2 separate regions of the Oryzias latipes genome follow, and region 2 is linked to region 1. A link is a contact called in public Hi-C data. All regions are on one chromosome and are shown on one strand. Each heading gives the region's core, a stretch centred on a gene start, on an enhancer-like site or on the middle of the called end of the contact. The rest is flanking DNA. Distances are from core to core; before and after follow the strand shown.

Evidence for each region. A called contact is a pair of places that touch in the nucleus more often than the background predicts.
Region 2: a contact with region 1 is called in a Hi-C map of embryo, with 1.7 times the contacts expected there. The contact joins two enhancer-like sites. A contact is called at or near these places in 3 of 5 Hi-C or Micro-C datasets (all in embryo).

Annotation. Positions count from the first base shown.
Region 1 is chr12:5,386,224-5,389,032 of ASM223467v1, reverse strand. No RefSeq gene overlaps it. Among protein-coding and RNA genes, the nearest start is that of tmem174, 7.6 kb to the right of the region's middle. Within about 2 kb of position 1,457, at least 4 of the 8 cell types and tissues checked have an H3K27ac peak or open chromatin away from gene starts, as enhancers often do. A contact at or near this core is called in embryo, where this site is marked.
Region 2 is chr12:5,449,821-5,452,520 of ASM223467v1, reverse strand. No RefSeq gene overlaps it. Among protein-coding and RNA genes, the nearest start is that of foxd1, 24 kb to the left of the region's middle. Within about 2 kb of position 1,295, at least 1 of the 8 cell types and tissues checked has an H3K27ac peak or open chromatin away from gene starts, as enhancers often do. A contact at or near this core is called in embryo, where this site is marked.

The DNA of each region.
Region 1 (2,809 bases), core at 208-2,707:
TCAGAAGGAATGTGTAGCTGAGTTCATTCTGTTTTGTGAAGTTGGTTTAGGGAGCCCTGGAAAAGACTTGTCACAAATTAATGTTTTGTGGGAAATATTAGCGTGTGAGAACACGTTTGCATTTTGAGCACACAAATCACAATTTTGTAGTCAAGAACTGTTATTTTATGGTCACAAATGTATATTTTGGTAGAAAAAAATTCACATTTTGTGTGCTCAAATTAGCATGTGAGAACAAATTAGTATTTTGTGTTAACAAATTAGCATGTAATGAGAACAAATTAGGATTGTGTGTGCACAAATTTGCTTGTAGTGAGAAAAATATATATATTTGCAGCACATAAATTAAAAATGATAAATTTCTGTCTGACCACAAATAAGCATCTTATGAACATTTCTTGGAGTCCAAATTAGCATTTTAGTGAACAAGTCAGTGTTTTGTGCCCACAAATAAAAAGTTGGAATTGATGATACTAAATGTGATGCACACAAAATGCTAATATGTACCCCCCCCCCCCCCCCCCCCCCCCCAAATCCTTTTATTTGTGCACACAAATTATTAATTTGAGAGAACTGGTAATTTTTTTAATGCCATGTGGCTCAGTATTTAAACAATTAAAACAGAATCTTTTTCCTTTTCTGTTAGTCTGCCATATTTGACTTGTGTTGTTGCATTATGCCTCTTGTGCTTGATTAATATATGTGTCACTCTCTGCAACTGTAGACTTTAACACATTTCTAACCATCTATAACTACATTTACCACATCTGACAGAATAATATCTTTTTTTTTATAGAACATAAAGGCTCATATTTGTAGAAATCCTTCAAAATTCTCATAAATGTTAAGACATTAAAGTGAAGGCTGTTCATAAATCTCTTTCCACAGACTTGCTGAAACAAATCCCAGATCCACGTGTGACTGGCTGCAGCAGTCAGAACCCAGTCCCATGATCCTCGGTGGTCTCCCCCTCATGAACATATATGGCCATTTGTAATATTGCAGCTGATGAGGCTGACCTCACCGCACCCCTGCCTGAATGAGCTGAACACCTGCTCTCTGAGGTGGACCGGGAAGGGAGACTGGTCGTAAAAGGAGAAGAAAAAAAGGGAAGGGAAACTTGAGGAAGTTGTTACAGAAGAGGAGAAATGAGGCTTTTCGCTGTAAAAGTTCACAAAAAGCAAAAATGACTCAAATATGCCCCAAATTTTGATGTCAGCAGATGCGGAAATTCAGTTCTAAAGTGTGTTTACCGGGCTGTATTTTTGTTTTTTAATAAATGATTTTTTTAGTAGGGGGACATCAGCTAAATTGGACATTATGGGCCTCATAATGTTAGATGATCTCAACTCTTTAAAGATTACCAGCCAACGAATGCAGATGGATTCAAACTAATAGTCCTTGTACATGTAACAATTGATTTGATTGGTTTATGCTTGCTGTGGTGGGCGGGGCAAAGCCTCACAGTGAGACACGCTGCAAAAAGGCATTTTTTAAGCCGTTATAAGTAGTGTATTTAGTTATAACGTCGTCCATGAAGTTTTGACGCTCCTCGTGCACGTCCGTGTATGGGAGAAAGAGCGAATAGATGGAAGAAGTTTGAAAATCCAGAATGTAAAGAACAGTAGAGACGCACGTTCGCGCTCGTCTGTCACTGCGGGTGCATGTGAGCTCTCTCCACGTGCGTCCGTAACGCTGGGAGGTGGTGACACCGCTGGCGAGAGCAGCAGAACCAGCAAACGACAAAAGCTGCAACAACAGGAAGATAATTCACATTTGATTGGTTTCACGTGTTCTTCATAAACAACAAAGTTTCACTGCGCCTCCAGCGTGTTTTCCTGCAAACGTGGAATTCATTTGTGCTCCCACCCCCACCCCACCCTCCACTCCCAAGTCTCCGAGCTCTGGCTCTTTTACGCAGTAACGCGCGCCAAAGCGCACGGAGTGAGCAGAGAGCAGCGAAGACGGAGGGACGCCCGGGGACTTGTTTGGAAGACTCGAAGCTGCTAAAAATGATCTCAGGGGGGTTTCAGACACAGATCAGCTTTTGCAATTAAGATAATAACAATAAATGCTGTCAGGAGCTTTTTTGTGCTTTTATTAAACACTTTCATTTCCGCCATAAAAAAAGTGTGAGAAATGTATCTCCTTGCAAATCGAGGAGTTTAACATTGTACTTAGTTCTGTTTTCTAAAAGTGTTTACATTGAAAAAAATAACTTGAAAAGTTTGAAGTAGAAAGATAAATTACTTTCAAACTTAAGTTTTCAAATTTAAAATTTTAATATTAAGCGATAAGTAAAAAAGCAAAACTAATAACAATAAAACACTTATTTGAATAGGAAACTAAGGATATTAAATGGAAAATAGTTCTATAAAAATGGTCAAACAGGTGAAAATGAAAGGTTGACAATTCTGACAACTGAAATATAGATTTTTATATATAAGGTTAATTTTAAAAAGTTTAAAAATAAGACAATTTCAGAAATATTGGAATTCAAAACCATGTCATTATTTCGATATAATCAACATTATATAGGGTTTATAATCTGAGAGAAAAAAAAAACTTAATTAAAAGCAGATACATTTTAAAATGAAGCAAATAATAAAAAATGAGGCGTAATTAAAAAAAAGTATAAATTACACAAAGGGTAAAACTTTAGAAAAAAAATTTAGGGAGAAAAAGGTAAAAACCTAATATATATATATATATTTCTGCACACACACACACTTATATATATATATAACTTTTAAAAAGGAATTAACCTTGAGATGACAAAAAACTAAAACTGCTTGCTGTACAGATTAAA
Region 2 (2,700 bases), core at 46-2,545, 64 kb before region 1:
TAGTTGACCTCTGATTTTTTTTCTGCCCGTTCTCCTTAGTAAAGCCTTAAAGACACATGCTGATTGTTAAAAAAAAAATTCAAAGCATTGAGTGGTCTTTTAATTATGATTGTGTCACTTTGGGCCAAAATGCTAATGTGACGTTCTCGAGGACATAGTATCTGCAGAGCGGCAGGAGTTCTTGGGGGTGGTGCAGATTGCTCATAGCAGCAAGCTTGTGGTGTTTTTTCAATGTCACAAATACACTTTATTCGTCTGCTCTTGGTTCACAACAATTTGAATTAAAAAAAATACTCAGAAATGCAATTTTAAGCTTCATTTTCCTAACATATGCCTTCCATCTTCAGAAAAAGGACACAAGAACATTTCAAAAACATAATTTTCATCAGAGTCGTCAGCTTTGAAGTATAAAATCATGAACAGCAATAGGTTAGAAAACAAAAAAATTCAAAAACCATGCTTTCACCTGCAGCCCAATCCCATAGGATCTCATATCAGTTTAAAATCTCCATAAACATGCTGCTGTCATGCTGGAGGACGTAAAACAGCTGCTCACCAAACTTTTGAATCAAATGGAAAAGTAGAGGCTAAGCAGTCAGCTGTTACTCTAACGGAGACTGGAGGAGCAGCAGGAGATGGGCTGAGGGAGGAGCGCATCAATAGCTAAACATACAGTTAAGCAGCACTCACTCCTGAAGTTTCTGTTAGTCCGGAAAAAGCTGAGAACTCCACACTGATGCAGCGGAGAGGAGGAAGTATCTGAAGGAGGTGCAAGACTCTGGCTGACTGAGTCTGACTCTCAATGCCCCCGCTTTGAACGTTTGCGTGAGGCAGCTTAACGGAACGCCTGGTTGTTTTTCCGCTCCGCTGCTTTCTGGACTCAACTATAAACTAGAGACGACATCTTCTCATTAGTCTGCCCTCTGCAGCAAAGCCAGGCCATTTAGTGTACCCAGAATCCCTTTGTTTGACTGCGCGGGTCAAGTCAAAGGTCAGGCAAAATATTGATGACGTTTTTTCAGAGTTCTGGAGGGAGGCGGTGGAGCTTGGAGCTGCGGGGAGGAGGGCAGAGGTGCGAGGGTCGCAGACACAGCTGTACGGACGCAACCGGAACCGGCCGCGCCTCCATTTGGGTCGCAGCTCCCTTTCATCCCGTGACATGGCGGCGAGAAGCCGCTTCCAAGTTAACGAAACAGATCACAACCCCAGAACCCCAAATGAGACAGAGTGTAACGGCTGAGTGTTACGGACTACACTGTTTGTTTAAATCCATGTTAGGTGGATTATGGCCCCTCACTAAAGAGGCCTGTGTGGGGTCAAAGGCCAGTTAAGCAAAGACTGCTAAGAAGGTCCTCAAAACACAGCTTTCTTTCTGACCCAAGGGAATTCCAGCAGACAGGACTCTTTGTGCTCGTGACCCGAGTTTGTTACAACCTGGATTAGTGTAAATGAGGTGTGTGCACATAACAAGAGACATGTATACGTGACATGAGGCTGCATTTCTGAGGCTGATGTGTCTAATCCCAAAAACTCCACAGTTAGAAGCATTCATCTCCCAGCAGAGATTTTCCCTTCTTTCACTCATTCACAACAGCACATTAAGGGTTACATTTGTAGTTGATTACATTCAACATGTGCAAATAAAACCCTAAAAGTTAGAGCTTTAACTTTTTGTAGAAATTTGAGGCTTTTGTAAAAGCTGTTTTACAGAAGTCACAGTTAGAATTTATTTAAGATGATTCATTTTAAATGAATGTAAAAACTGAAAAGATGCTTCTTTAAATTAAGCAATAATAAATCAATTCAATAAAAGGTCAACTAAAATGAATTTTGTAATATTTTCTGGCAAAATGTCCCACATAAAAATGTTAAGTTTGTTTTTTTTAAAGTAACAAAAAGGACTTTTTTGCTTTTATTTTTTAAAGATAGCTTGTACCAGCTTTTTTTTTAACATCAGGATATTAGTTAAATCTTTACTCAGTAGATTTAACATTTTATGTTTTAAATATGAATATTTTATAATGTGTTGATATGTTAAATTTCAAAATAAAAGCTTCAGGTTTTCTTTAGAATTTAAGAATTCAGAACTCTTTGCCTGAGATTTCACCCTATTGCATGCATGTAAACTGTTGTCTGTTATCATATTTTTAAAGTTTTTGTTTTCAAATTGATTTCAAAATCTGAAAAAAGTGTACAGTCAGAGTTAATGGTTCAGTTTTTTCAAAGAACCCCAACGTTTTGGGTGCTCCAATTTAGTTTTCCTTCTTGTTCGTTTAACTTCCGGACTTTAGCTGGAAGATTTAAGCAAGCAGCCAAATCATATCGTATATGTAACTTAAACATGTTTTAAAATTAATTTTTATTCAAAATGAGCATACATTTAAAAATAAAACTTAAAGCCTTTTAATGCAAAAATGAACCTTTCAAAGTTTTTACTTGATAAAAATAAGTTTTTCCATATGAAATTTCACCCTGTTGCATAAAATTTTAACAATTTTAAATGCACCTTTAAACTGAAATTATGCAAAATGTGCAAACGTTGAAGATTTTAGGGGATTTATGAAACTTTTTGTGTTCACAATTCAAAGTGTGAAGATTTTTCTTTAACTTTTTGCCTGCTTGAAAAGCTCAAATCATAATTTTTAAACATTAATTTCGATTAGTTCCGTTTGCAAAATAGGCCGATATTTATTACGTTTG